Linked DNA regions of Mus musculus: region 2 is linked to region 1. The links are chromatin contacts, called in public Hi-C maps. All regions are on one chromosome and are shown on one strand. The core of a region is the stretch at or near the end of the contact, and the rest is flanking DNA. Distances in the headings are between cores, read along the strand shown.

What was found. A called contact is a pair of places that touch in the nucleus more often than the background predicts.
Region 2: a contact with region 1 is called in a Hi-C map of bone marrow-derived macrophages, with 17 read pairs. The contact joins two enhancer-like sites. A contact is called at or near these places in 1 of 484 Hi-C or Micro-C datasets (bone marrow-derived macrophages) and 6 of 115 datasets of contacts at active chromatin or transcription factors (the 230-238 cell line, astrocytes, bone marrow-derived macrophages and 3 more).

What each region holds. Positions count from the first base shown.
Region 1 is chr9:13,300,026-13,307,649 of GRCm38.p6, forward strand. The region is part of intron 1 of Maml2 (mastermind like transcriptional coactivator 2); the gene reads left to right. Among named protein-coding and RNA genes, the nearest start is that of Maml2, 5.9 kb to the left of the region's middle. Within about 2 kb of position 4,061, at least 111 of the 459 cell types and tissues checked have an H3K27ac peak or open chromatin away from gene starts, as enhancers often do. A contact at or near this core is called in bone marrow-derived macrophages, where this site is marked.
Region 2 is chr9:13,800,746-13,808,369 of GRCm38.p6, forward strand. It overlaps Mtmr2 (myotubularin related protein 2), which reads left to right. Exons shown (of 15, transcript NM_023858.4): 12 at 1,170-1,262; 13 at 2,680-2,793; 14 at 4,061-4,237; 15 at 4,630-7,624. The coding sequence ends at 4,791. It overlaps Cep57 (centrosomal protein 57), which reads right to left. Exons shown (of 11, transcript NM_026665.4): 11 at 7,043-7,624. Among named protein-coding and RNA genes, the nearest start is that of Cep57, 23 kb to the right of the region's middle. Within about 2 kb of position 3,691, at least 2 of the 459 cell types and tissues checked have an H3K27ac peak or open chromatin away from gene starts, as enhancers often do. A contact at or near this core is called in bone marrow-derived macrophages, where this site is marked.

The sequences.
Region 1 (7,624 bases), core at 2,811-5,310:
AGGGACTCAATGCCTTGATTGTCCCCAGTAAATTTATAATCTGTCTGCAAGTCTCCCGATAATGTGGCTTTGTGTGCTTCAGAGTCTCCTGGTGAGTGCTTCTGGGGATGACACTGAGAGCCAGGAGCCCCGGCCAAGCCCAGAGGGAAAGCATGATCTCTGCCCTGGATGCCAGGCCTAGAGAAGCCTACACATGGACTTTTCCTGTGTCTTTCCCTTCCAGCCCCAGCAAGGAAGGTGGCATTTCCCCCAAGGCCCTCCTTGGTTTTTGCTTCTGTCCAATTGGGAGGAAAGTTGGTAAGGTTCTCTTCTGCTGGAGTGTTACCAGATGCAAAAATGAAACCAACTTCAGTGGTTCTTGTAACTTTAAGTAGCCCTGCCCTCAGACATCGGAAAGGGAGGCAATGGTGTCTGGCCTTGCTCCACTAAACAGTTTGAAGCTGCAAAAAGCTGGAGGTGTTTGATGTGCCACCCTTTCTCAAGGACTCTCTTTTCTCTCTTCCACTGACCAAATAGCCCCTCGCTGGAATACCCTCTGTGAGTGTAGGGATGAAGCCAGGAGGTTTGGTGTAAGTTAGGAGAGAAAGGAGGCAGCTCTGTTCTCATGCTCACACCCAGATTAGAGTGTTTGCTATCCCAAGGGTTGCTCTGACACCCTTTGTAGTTATTGGGAATTCCCTCTGTACTTTAGCTTCTACGTGTGGTACTTTGTTTCTTCTCATGTTACTCTGCTCTTTGAGGCAAGTTCTATATGAAGCTCCTGCTGCCCCTGTCTGAAGGGGCCAGGCATTCAAGAGTCGCACTCAGAGGCTCTCACTTTGCTTGGGCATCTTTTGTGTTGAAAGCAATGTTAATCATCTCAAAGGACCTCTGCTGAGATTGCGTGTCAGAACCCTTAATTTTATTGCAGCTCTGTGCGTAAGCAGGTTTATGTGGTCTGGATGTGTTACTTGCTAATGTGTATGCTATAAGTGCCCAGGAATGCCCTTTGGAGAAGAGAAAAGTATTGATCACCTAAATTAAAATATGCATGGTGTACGCTGGTGAAGTTCTCTAACCAGCATGCGCTGTGTGGCAGCGCCTTGGGCATCATCAGTACTACCTGCCAAAGAAAGGAGGGAGGACAGCTTCTGTTCGGCAGGGTAAGGTTGTTTCTAAGGGTGTTCTATGCAGAGAATATATACTGTCTGGGCTCTTTAATAGCTAGAGTGTAAAGAACAACGCAAGAATAACCTCTAAGTCAGTTCTAATTCTGTCCACTTGAGAGCCTAATTCTGCTGCCCTTACTCAGCCAGTTTCTTCATTTAGCTTCAGCTGAGGGGAAGCCCCACTTCTGTGGAGCCTGCAAACACAGGGCCTCACAGAGGGCTAAGATTGTAGGGCCCTGATGCTTTTCTAGCCACTCAAGAGAAGACTTTACCACTAAGTCACTTTCTGCTGACATATGTTTGAATCTTTGAATGAGCTGTAAAACTCAATAAGCACTAGTTTGTGGAGCCATTAGGTTAGCACATTCATGAAAAGTATTAATCTTTCCCTCTTGCCTGAGACAAGCTCTTTTTCTGTGGCATAGACCATTGTCATTAGGCTGGGAGGAAAGTGGTCCCAAACCACCTTCTGCTTCAGACTTTATCTGTTCTCTAATGTGCTGTGGAGGTAAGGACACAGACGTGACTAGGTGCTCATCTCTTGGTTTGGTGCCTGCTTGGTCGCTAACCTGCTAGATGACAGAGGACAAGCCACTGAGTAGTCATCTGTCAGACAAAGATCAGCTCGTGCATGAAAGCACATGAATTAATGAGTGTTTTGGGAATTAGTCTTGGGAAAAAAAGGAAAACACGACAGAAGACTCCCCAGCAATGCTGCTACTGAGCCCCGGGGATGATACTGGCTCCTCTGTGGGTCACAGGGATCTGTTCGCTTTCACTTGTCTATTTTAAGTGGTAAAATAGCTTTTATTGTAAACAGAGGGATCAGTCCTGTGAAATCAGGGCTGTCGGGATAAAGCCAAAATAGCTGTGTGTTTAAGTATCTCTGAAGTCTCAGGGAACACTGCTCAAAGTGGGCAGTGCTGCCGTGAAGCCTTAGGTGTCTTCCAAGTGTACCCTTTATCTCTCTGCATGGACTCGACAAGCTTTGGCAAGGTGTGTCCTCTCAGTGTCTAAGGATTATTAGAGAAGTTGTGTTTACACAAACGGGATGGGAAAGTTAAATATTTTGCCAACAGTATTCTAAAATGCTAATTCTTAGTTTAAGAAAGTCAAACCAGTTAAATGATTGCCAAAGTTCCCAGGTGTCTTCTTAGTTTCCAATTGACCAACTCAAGAGTTTCAGGGCTGCACAGCGAGAGAAGGGCACATCTGGAGGTCTGGGGCTAGAGGTCTACATTTCTCATGTCATTTCCTCTCTGGGACTGTGAGAGGACTGTTTGCATTATTTATTTATGCAGCCATCATTTCCTTAAGAGCAGACCCATTTTCTTTTGCTTCTCGAGAACGAAGTAATAAAGGCAGAGTTCTTAGCTGCCCAGGGCCATTCTACCTTAGACAAGTAAAATAAGGCAAAGGCTGAAGCAGAGAAGGAGCCCGACACATGCTCTTTGAAACACTGTCAGAAAGCTTGTGCTAATGTCTGGGTGATATCATGCACACTCCGGTGGTGCTCAGCATTTTTTACAGCAGTCATTGCTTTCTTGGAAATATCATTACTAAGTACTACTCACCAATTCATATTCAAAATACTCATCAAGATTTTTCTCTAAATCTAAAACTTTAATGCCTGTGGCTTCCTGTGGTATAGACCTCTAATCAAGTTTAAGTGCTAAGGTGTTAAGGTCGAGGTGTGTGTGTCAAACATTCTTAGATACAGGAATTAAATATAACTAGGGGCGTGAGCATGATTAATTGTTTTCTAAATTTTATTGTTCATTTTGATTTTTAGCATTGTTATTTCATTTTTAAAAACAACTAGTAATTCTCAGAATTAAAAAACAACACCCAGTTGTTCTATGCACACAGACACAGACTTTCTGAGTGGATTTTCCCCACCGCTGCCTCCTTCATCCCAGCCCCTCTCGTGTTCAACATTCGCAGACAAGGCCATCCATGTTTAATGAAAACAACTCTAAATGCCTCCTCCTTCATTTTCATGCTAATTTTCTTCACACTCCAGCAAGCTCTGTGGGAGAATAAAGGAGATGTGACATGCTAAAGACGCAGCACACACACACACACACACACACACACACACACACACACACACACACCTCCCCCGCAGGGTGACAGGACAACAGAACTTCCCAGCTTTCTGAATGGCCTAAAACTGTCACAGAAAACCAAAGAGGGAAGCAGACCCAAAGGACCCAGGGAGCTCCCTTACGTGTTTCACATCACACCCACCTACCAGGTTGGATGGGTGACATTTGTCCTGTATTAGGAGCAAAGACCCTAACACTAAGATAGATGCAATGACTCATGCCTGAAATTCCAGCAAGCAGAGGCCCAGGGTTACAATGAGCTTGAAGCCAGCTTGAGCTACATACAAAGTTCCAGGCTAGCCTGAGCTACAATGGAGATTCTGTCTCAAAAGGCCAACAATAATAACAAAAACTAGGCAGGCAGAGGCAGTAGGATCTCTGTGAGTTCCAGGCTAGTGTAGCTAGTATTATTATTCATCAAAATAGCATGGTGCTGAATACAGAAAGTGAATGAAACAGGAAAACTGCTAGTGGGTGAAAAAGAGATTCAAATCTAAGTCAGGGAAAATCTTATGACAAGTATGGCTTACCTCAGGGCCTGGGAGGGGCAAGGACACTAAGCAAGAGATGAGAGTCGGACTGCAGGCATACTGTAACCATAAAAGTTAAATATTCAGGGGCCAGAGCAGAGAAATGTGTGGTTGGGTAAGCAGTTCAGGGAAATGTGGGGTTCAGGAATACCCCGAAAATGCTGGCACTGTCACAAGAACCTGATCAAATTCGGAGGCAGGAAGGAGCAGAGGAGTCCAGAGCTATGAAGCAATGCTAATCCTTCATGCACTTGAAGACAAGTGTTGTCTTTCCCTCCAGCGGCCTCTTCCCAGGGCACACAGCCTAAGTGCTCTGTTCTATGAGCTTCAAGTCCCCAAGGCTGTTTCATGCTTTGCTGTTTACACACTTCTCCATTCATCATGCGTTATACGCAGCATGGCACGGCCTTTGGCGCTGTGAGCAGAGCATTTTAAAAGCTCACTGGCTAGACTGGAAGAGAAACTGAAAGGGCTAGAATTGAAGCCCCACCTCTGTCCAGACTTCCCTGGGCCTCTAGTTGCAAGCAAGTCTGTCTTGTCAGCATGGTGCAGATAAATTCCTCCAGCAACTGAGTTGTTTTGCACCCTGGTTTAAAAAGGTCTTCTTGATTAAAAGAAGCATTCAGAAAATTTTACAAGACTTTCTGATTAGGGACAGCATTTAAGATGTGCTTGTTTTCAATACAGATATGTAACTTAGGTACCTTAGAGTTCCATACAGATAGGTATTTTAGGAACCTGAAAGTTCAACAGAAAGCAATGTCCTTCAGTCAGCCCTGTTTTACAGGGTATAGAGAAAGAACAACTGAGGCAAGCCAATAACTCTCACCAATCTGACTCATAGCAGGAGGCTGGGCTATGTGGGCTACTCACAGCTAGTGGTCTGTCTCTCCACCATCTTTGACCTTTCTGGCTGACAGTAAGGGGCAGATGTGAAACAATAGCAGCCTGAAGAAAAAGTTTACACATGCTTTATAAGAGCTGAGGAAAACCAGAGGCTAGCATAGTCAGTCAAGTCACTGAAGGAGCAGGCATGAAAATGAGCTAGTATCAGCATGTGCGAGTGCACACACGCACGCACGCACACACTATAGTTCTTGCTTCTTCATAATTTGAACAAAGGCCTAGAAATCATACATCAAAATGTGAAGTTGGTTGATTTTTAGAGTTTGAGGGAACTCACTATTCTGTGGCATGCACAATGTTAGGTTTACATACATGAGCAATTTTAGATAGTCTTTTTCCCCTTAGAACTTATTAAAGATATGTGGATGATGTTGAAAATCAAATGTTAAAGTTGGGTTACTGAAGAAGGTAAGTTAACAGAGCAGTTAAGATGAGCCTGGGATCTGGGATAAGATGACCAGGTTTAAGTCACAGCTCAACCTTGTAATAGCTGTGTTTTCCTGGTTAACTCAATTAAATTCTCCTGCCTCAGTCTCCTTGGAAATAATAGTAGTCGAACTAACTAAAAACCAGATCTTTATTAAATGAGTCAAATGTGCAACGCCATGGAGAGCCATAGTAAACTGTAGCTGTTAGTATTCATCTAAGAAACAACGTGCTTGAACAAGCTAGCCCAAGTTTCTACACGCAGAAGCACAATGGACATTCAGTGTTTGCCGAGGTTAGTGCAGGGCCCTGTGTCACTGGTTCCCCCTACAATTTAGTTTGGCATTATCATCTGGCATCTATTTCCATATTGGTAGAGTGTAGTTAGTGTCCTTGTTGTGTTGTCAAGAACAAGACCAAACAATACATCGGTCTCAATTTCAAACTTGACTGGAGTACCTTCTTGACCGTGTACTTCTAAAATACATTCTAAAGTCTCCATTGTGCCAAAGAGGGCCTATTCAGTGAGTAGATGAGTTATTTCAGTTACCTACCAAGATTTAATCCTTTGAAGGGACTAGCCTAAACTTAACAATTTTATTAAATTTTTAGTTCAAATTAGCAAATAGTTCTAAAAATAAATCCAGTCCCAGGGTTAAAAAAAAAAATTTGGTTTAGAAGGCCTTTGCTGTGGAGAATTTATGCTTCTGCAAGCAGATTCTTGTCAAGAAATTCATTAGCTCTGTATGCAAGTGAATAGGCAATATAAACTTGCCCTCATCCCAACCTTGAACAGCTCACATTTATGCTTCTTTGTTCTGATGTGGTTCCTGGTTTTGAACACTTTCTTTGCCCACTGCCTCCTAACATGTGCCTTTCTGTAAGAAACATTTAAAAAAAAATATTGCCAAGACATCAAAGCAAGTTTAGTACTGGCAGTTCTTAGCCAGAACAGGGAGCGTTGATGGAGAGACAATGACAAGAAAAGAACATCCCAGCCCTTTGGTGGACAAAGCTCCCACAAGGATAGTTTCCTGGTTCTAACTCAAACAATATGGCTAACACCATATGTCTTGATTTGTCTGTTCTGTTATATAAGCTGAGATCCTAGTTACCTTTGTCCGAGATAACATAACATCAAACTCAGCTGGGTTTGTTTTGTTTTATTCTTATTTTTAGTGGTGTTCTTGATTCCCTGATTCCCGAGTCATCCTGACTCTCTCTGTGGGATATGGAATCGTGATCACAGTGGTTTTTAACCTTCCCTTCTGCCTGAAACCAGGCTGACTTCCATCAGTGACTCTTACTCCACACAGTCACAGGTCTCTCCCATGTAAGCCTAACACAGTGGATCCCTTGTTGTTCAGCAGTGCCTTTTCAGTGGTCCTGATGGATTTGAGCAGAAAGTTCATTACCTGTCTTAAGAAAAAAAGTTGAGGCTGAGTAGATGGCTCAGTTGGTAAAGCTCTCACTGTACAAGCATGAAGAAGACCTAAGTTCAATCCCGAGCACCCGCACTTGCTGTTCTCCTGCTGGAGAGGAGAATTCCAAGAATTCACTGGCCAGATCTCTAGCTCACTTGGTGAGTCCCAGTGAGAAACATTTGTCTCCAAAACCAAAGTAGATAGCATATATAACCTGCATATACTCATGTGCACCCTCATTCATATTCACGTGAAGTTAAAGCAAAAGTCTGTGCTAACAGATATCAGGACATACAGAGTGATCTGACAAAGTCGAAGTCATGGCAACCGAGTAGGGTACCAAGAAGTGGGGTGTAAGCAGATCAGGGTCTTCGGGATGGCGATTGCTAGACCTAGGTGTAACTTGTTCAGTTCCAGGATCGCTAGAATCTTAAATCTAAAACCTAAAGCATTCTTTGGATAAGCTGATGACCAGTCACATTTTTGTTATGGCCATGGCTTACCTAAGTGCTGAACCAGCTATGCTTGGCATGTCTGATTGCCACACGACACCATGTAATTCAGACACAGCAAAACATGTCTGCTAGTATTATCCCATTCTAGTCTCACAGCAGCATGGAGAAAGCCCAGTGTATAGACTTGAACACAAAGAGGAAAGAGCAGCAGCCCTCCTGACAGCAACAGAAGCGACACTTTAGTAAAGTTCAGGTCCAAGTCCCAAGTATTGCAGCAAAGAGTGCTTCCTTTGCTGGGTTAGAGTCTGTGCATGTGGATCTGTTTGCAAGCTCAGTCCCCCAGAGAGAAAGTCTGAGCTGTCTTTGTGCTAAATTAAACATTGGTTTTCTCCTTGGGAACCTGATCTTCCATAGGCCAGGCAACAATATCTTTCTGAGAGAGCGAAGCCAAGCATTTCCCGCAGGAACACACTGGCTGGGGAGCCTTTTCACTTGCTGTCTTCTTAGCTTAGGTCGTGTGAGTGTGGTGCAGGGGAGTTGTTTTGTCTAAGTGGATCCAGAAGCCCTCAGAGCAAAGATTCACACTGTAATCCCTGGTATAAGGCTGTCGTATGCTGCTTAACATAT
Region 2 (7,624 bases), core at 2,441-4,940, 500 kb after region 1:
AATCTGGGGTCAGAAAAATTTTCCTTTGCAATGTAGGTAGACAGTATTTTTAGTAGCCTTTTTGGAGAATTAAGGATGCTTTGAGATCTGTCAAAACTTCCAGATAATGGTTTCTTAGAGGTTGTGGAATCCAGGAAAAAAAAAAATCTGTTTTTGTCCTTTGTTCTACAAAAAATACTAGCTCCCAGTTAAACAGAGCCTCCTGATGTGTTGCTTTGTCACATTGTATCAGGGGCATAGGCAAGTGGATAAGGCCACTAAAACTCTGATCTTCATTTGAGTAGTAACAAATACTGCCCATAGTATTTCACTTTAAGGAAAAATGGTACATTTTTGAAAAACATCATCAAATCTTCAAGTCTTATGATCCATACTTTAGATTAAAATATTATTTTGTTTCTTCCTGATGCACAGGATAATAGCAAATGAAATGAGTATCTTCTCTGTTTTGTCACATTAAAATGTTTACTTAGTAACATTAATTTTTCCTGCTTTGTTAATGATACTTGTGTAAGAAAACTGAACATTCTTCCTTCAGTAGTGAGCATCTAGCAGGATAGAAGAGTCTGCTGTGGCCATCCCCACTGCCCCGCTGGACACAACAGCAGTACTCACTTGCACCAGGAATACCAATAATGCATACTGGGAAATGTGAACCAGAGTAACATCATAGGATTATGACAGTATCTTTTTATATTGAAGCCTGCCCCAGAAGTTGTATACCCCAACTTTTTGAATGAATTCCTGCTTTGGGATTTTCAATTGCATGGTGGGAATCTGTTTGTGTGAAGAGTAGATCCACGTACTTCTGAAAGTTCTAGAGATTTGTGCTGTATAGTTCTATAAAAAGGTCACCTCCCCAGGGGACTGTCCATAAGAAACGTCTTACCACAGAGACGTTAAATCTTTAAGTCAGAAATCTGGACTCTTAAGGATTTTCTCTACTTTGTTTTAGAGTCTGGGTTTCATTTATTAAAGTAATCCTCTTGAAGTTTTCATGTGTGAAAATGTTAATATATTTCTGCTTGGTAGAGTTATTTTCTACTTTGCAACACTTTCAAAAGATGTTTTGAAGAAATTAAAAATACTGACCAAATTATACTTTCAGAAAATAGGAAATCTACTAAGTGCAATATCGTCTGTGTGACATTTCACTGTCTTTGCTTCAGAGAGTTGGCCATGGAGATAAGAACCATGCTGACGCAGACAGGTCACCTGTTTTCCTTCAGTTTATTGACTGTGTCTGGCAAATGACAAGACAGGTAAGACGTCATCTGCTAACACCCTGACCACACATCACAAGCTTAGAGTGGTCCTGGTTGACTTATGATTCTTGGATAGAATCCTGGAGATAATAGCTGTTGTTATTATTCGGTACTAAAACTTGTCTTTTAGGGTAATAGTAACAAACATTAATTCATAAACACTTGGATTCTAGTAGCATCTTGGCCCAGGGCGTTGATACAAATGAAAAAGATTCCTCCTTTGAAATAAAGTCCTTTGCTCATTGAGAGTTCTGAATTTCTTTGCTAAGAAAGATAAGAAACAAACTACATCAAATTCCAGCCAAAAATAAACATTATTTTGAGCCATTTTATGTTTTAAAGGAAGAAGTGTTGGGGTAGAACATGTAAAGCAGGGATGACTTGGCCCCTGTCAATCATGGAGCTATTAAAAACCCTATAACAGCCTTGTAGGCAGCAGGTTTGTTTGAGATAGTTGTATAAATGACTCAAGTCTAGAAAGGTTCATGATAGGACACACAATTGCAGGGTTTGAGAATGTCTTAGCAGGAGTAGAGTTTTTGTCACTGGAGAGATATGTATGCCAGTAAGACAAATAAGAGAAGATACGGCCCAGCTGTCTGGATTGGTAGACTTTAACCCCTAACTAGGTCACCTGAGAGTTGGAACTGGTTAGGGTGCTGTTTGGGTAGGATGGGGACATGATTTTTAGAAATGTTGAAAGCTCATCAGTATGTTAATTACCTATGTCAAGAAGGAGTAGCAATAAACTACATGTCCCCATAGATTTTAGTGAGGTTGACAGACTTTTTCTAAAATACCAAGGCAGTATTTCCCAGGTCATTGTGGAATGTTTTACAAGCTTATGTACAAATAAGTTTCTGAATGATTTTGTGATATTAATAGGATTGGGTTCAATTAAACCTTTTACTACCTTCTGGGCTGTCTTTAATTCCTTTGATAGCCCTCCAAAAATGGCTTGTATAAAATTAAGATACCCACTGAGGGTGAATTCTGAGTTGGACTAATGCTTCCAGTTGTGAATTAGAAGAACCTGTTCTTCCACAAGACAAGTAGGTTGACTTACAAGTTATCTGCATAGCTGCACAGCTGTATAGCTGATACTTCTGTGTATATACCTATGATATTTTCTGGGCACATTTGTTACTTTTAATTCTTAGACATATTGAAAACTAAAAGAAAAGAATATCAGAACTGTTCCATGTCAGAAATCAGTGACTGGCAACTATAAGGTCAAAGCAGAGCAAACACAAAACCATTCAGTACTTGCTGCATGGGAAAGACTCTACCTTGGAAAGGAAAACAAATAATGCTCTGATGGCTTAGGTAGTTTAAAATCTAAGTACTATTATGAAAGATCTACTCATGACAGATGCATGAAAAATGTCTCAAGTTTGTGGTGCTCAATTTGCAGTTCCCTACCGCATTTGAATTCAATGAGTATTTTCTCATTACCATCCTGGACCACTTGTACAGCTGTTTATTTGGAACATTCCTTTGTAACAGCGAACAGCAGAGGGGGAAAGAGGTAAAGTATGATCTCTACTCTCACTTGGCATGCATTTGGTTATATAGTATCTCACCAGACAGATTAGGATTCCTTCAACCCATAAACTGGGGATAAGGGCTCACACTTACAATCCCAGATATCCCAGAGGCTAAGGTTAAAGGACCACAAGTCTGAAGCCAGCCCTTTAAACACATACCCTTTCAAAATAAATGTGAAGGTGCTGGAGCAATAGAGGGTCAGTGCTGGAGTGCTTGCCTAGCTCTTCAAAGTGCTGGGTTCGATCCTGCTACAGCAAAACAAAAGAACCACTCTCTGTAGAGGTATCACTTTTAGTGTATTGGTAGAGAGCCCTCATGCACATCAACTTTCATTCTGAAAGCTTTGTCAGAAAGTAGGTTATTATGGGACAGGACTTAACACTGAAAAGCCCTGCTACCAGGTTCAGGTATTAGACTCACTAACACCTAAGTTCATTTCTGTTTCAGAAAAACAGGGTGATGGTGTTTACTATTGTGAAAATTAAGTTCTTCCTAGACTGTACCTTGCAGGTGTTATACTTTATACTGGATATATTTCCATGCATGGTAGGCTTTCAGTATATTGTGAGTTATTAGATAGTCACAAATACCACAGCAGTATTCTAATTACTGCCAGTCTTTTGAGAAACTACTCTTAAGTCTTAAATCCTAACATTTAAATACAAAATTCTCTTTTAAAGTGATAATCTAATGGTATAACCACAGGATTGTGGGCCATCACCATTTAATTTAGAGCAGTTTTCATCACACACCTGCTAATCCATGTTCTCCCAGGTTTGGGCAGATACTGACTAGGTTTCTCTATGGATGGCTACTTGTGAACACTTCATATAAATGGGATCATTCACCATGTGACCTTTGTGTCTGCCCCCTTTCATTACTATATTTGCAACGTTTATGTCATACCACACACTTCCTCTTCATGGTCAAATAACCTTCCATTGTGTATATCCCATCAGTTGGTGGTCTTTTGGGTTGTTCTTTATTTTGGCTGTTCTGAATAGTATTGATTTAATCATATGGAGCAGTTTTATTTTTTGTCTATGGACAAGTGTGTGATACACGTGTTTGAGAAGACTAGAAGAGGGTGCCTTGGAGCCAGTGTTTTTGGATCTACTCATGTGAATGAACACTGATCCTATCTACAGCATCCTAATTTTAATGATCACACAACCCTACACAAGTTTCACCTGAGGTTCAAGCAGCTGATATGATAGGAGATCTTTACCAATTTTTCCCTCTTGCAGAATCTTCCTAAGAAGACAGTGTCACTGTGGTCCTATATAAACAGCCAGCTGGAAGACTTTACTAATCCTCTTTATGGAAGCTACTCCAATCATGTCCTTTACCCAGTAGCCAGCATGCGCCACCTAGAGCTCTGGGTGGGATATTATATAAGGTGGAACCCCCGGATGAAACCTCAGGTACATATCTGTAATATACAGTATGACCCCACTAGTTTTGTCACAACCAAAACTTCCCACTCTGTCCTTTAGTTACGAAACTTTCCCAACTGTACACATTTCTGTGTGGTCTTTAGGTATACAGAAGAAAATAATTCTATAAAAATCTAAAAACTGCAGGTCCATAGTCCTGAAGTTTTAAGTAAATGATATTTATAAAGTAGCATCTTCCAGGAACATCTGAAGCAACTGAATGATCAGAGGTGACAACAAAACATGAATTTAATTCCACTAAGGAGCTAAAGGTGGGGCTGTCCAACTGCTTAAACAGCTAATGCCACAAAGCTCAATGAATGGTTAAGACCTCAAGTTTGTCTGGATTCCTGTTGCAGTGATTTTGTTTGCTCTTGCAGGAACCTATCCACAGCAGATACAAAGAACTTCTTGCCAAAAGAGCAGAGCTTCAAAGAAAAGTAGAGGAACTTCAGAGAGAAATTTCCAACCGCTCAACCTCCTCTTCAGAGAGAGCCAGCTCTCCTGCACAGTGTGTGACTCCTGTCCAAACTGTTGTATGAAAGGACTAGGCCCAGGGCCTCATTGCCAGGAACCTGACATTCCAGCACCTTATGGGTAGAAAACCTTCCGTGTTTAAAACCCATCTACTGGAGAATCCTTCGGATGCTGTATTTATTTCAAATCTCTCTTAGATGAGTTTAGAAACATAGCAGTGCAAGTGACAATGAAGATGATCTCATTCATAATTAAAGTATGACACTAATCTTAAGTCACCCAAAGAATACTAAAGTACTGCAGTCCTGTATTCACACTGGGAGCAAGTTTTTCATTTAAAAATGTCTTAAAACCCTGAGCACCTGGTCAGATCTCCAGGAGGGGAGAAAAGCAAGGCCACCTGCTGTTGCACCTGAGAGCACACGCATTGAGGCTTGTGTCAGATCCAAATATTCCTTTCTCAGTTTCCCCAAGTTTTGTGATATTTAATATAGTAAAAAGCATTGTCTTGAGATTATTATGGCATAGTAGGTTTTTTTTTTTTTTTTTTTTTTGCTGCTGACATTGTAATTAGCATATTCTCAACAGCAATTAGGAAACAATGCCTTATATATGTGCTTTGGGGGGTTGAAGGGACAAAGTAGTAGCTGTCATCTACTCCATTTGTGTATTGATCACAAACATCACAGAAGACATCTTAAAACCTTACTGTTACTCTACTTTATCTAAATGCTATTTGGCAAGTTTTAAGACAGTATTTTAAAAACTTAGAAGTCTGACTTTATGTGCTGTGTAAATCTCACATGGACACTTTACCAAAGAGCACTCTGCATGAGTTAGTCTCAGTGCCAGCAAGTAAAGCCTTGCTTCTCTGCTCACCCGAGTCCGGTGCTGGTGGGGACAGTTGACTCCTGGGGTCTGTTTTACTCTGTACAAGAGCCATATGTAATGTACTGTAACAAACGAGCTTCTTACCACTTGGTCTTTTAATTAAATGACTTCAAACTTTGTCCTTGTCCACAGTTGTCTAAAGTACCCTCCCCACCCCACCCCCAAAATGTTAACCTGGAATTATCCAATCCAATTTAAGCCCACCTGTCTTTGACACCTAAAATCAAACTGTAAAAAGCATTGTTCCGTAACTCATTGTTTGAACTGTAGTCCTGGTGTTGATTTTGGAATTAGTACATCACAGATCTCCTCTTTCCTACTTTTTTTTTTTTTTTGCTTATATATTTTACCTGGATATTGAGCCCAGAGCCTCACACTTGCCAGGCAAATGCTATACTATTGAATATACCCCAGCATACCCAGTATTTACAAGAATTGGTACCAAATAATTTGGTTGGTGTAAACTTAGCTATAAAAATTTTTTTGAGGAGGTATTTATGTTCCCAGCATTCAAGTAAGATTTCTGTAACAGTTCACTTTCCTCACTAGTCTGCTTTCTTCCCTGAAACCTTTGACCATCTTGGTATGACATCAGAGGGATGCTGATCATACGGTCACCCAAACGGCAGAGAAATATGTCACTCCAAAACCTTGCAATGTTTTCTGTGACCTCCAAGGAATCTTGAGTGTGGAATGTGCACACTAAAAGTGCTTATGTGGAGTTCAACTGCATTCCTGGTGTTCACACACACCCCAGTATGACATCAAGGAAAGCACTCCTTTCTTACGAAGCGTGGGATCCGCGCTGGCGTCTTGTACAGGATACAAGGGAGCTCTGCTGCAAGTGAACAAGAAACTGAAGCAGAATCAAAACCCAAAGCCTACAGTTGGAATCCAGCTGGAGACAGGTAGGAGTTACTATCCTCCAATTACTATTCTAACTAGGAGTTGGAGCCATCATCATTCAGATGACAGTTATACAGTTTACTGTCCTGAAATCCAAGGAATTAACACAAGTGGAACAGTTGGAAGTGGTGGTTGAGCCATGTCACCAGAGCAGTTTCTTACCTTCCTGGGGACTATGGACTCACGGTTGTCAGGTCATTGTTCCTGCAAACCTCATCAGAAAACTGCACACACAAATTTATATACAATTTCAGGTGACTCATGAAGCTTAAAAATCTATGTTTCTAACTAGAAAATTCACCAAGTGATAGGGCCTTCTGGTGCCCAAGTAACAAACAATTCATGCTATTCAACTTAGTAGATGGCTAGTATGTTCCCCAGCCTGTCTGAACCATTCAGGAACACTGAGCTTGGTCTCTGTAAGCACAAGGATGACAAGCATGCCTCAGATATTCTCGTTCCTCAATCACGATACTAACATGCACTTTTTGAGTTTGTATGACAAATAAAGCCTTTGTTAGCTGGCTGTTAAGCAAAGTTTAAAAACTGCTTTATTGATTTGAAGTACCAAATTTATAAAGATTATAACATGTCGATCTACTCAAAGTTAAATAATTTACATTGGCATGATAGATGTGTGTATTCAATTCACATACTGTATGCTAAAAGCATGAGCTTCTCTTAAGTCAAGATTAAACAGTGCTTAACATGATTACAAATAGATACTGTCTAAAAACTGTAAACGTGTACATTTTACAATACCCACGTTCTCATTCTTTATTCCAAAATTTCATTTACTTCAGTAACAACTGTTTATATAGTTTTTCTGAAGACATTGTGACATATTTCATGGATAACTGACTTAAGTGAATTTATGATTGATCAATGTCTAAAATACCAAAGCAAAACAAAGTCTTCTTGAAAACAGTACATTTAATGGTCATCTGGAGAAGGGAGAGTAGTGGTCACTTCATGCTGTGGGAAGATTTAAAAAACAAGACTTCAAGCACTGACTATGGGGACTATCTCATATTCTGAATTTTCAAACCCAATTTACATATATACCTAGTTTAAAAAACACACCCATGAGTAAAAAACTGG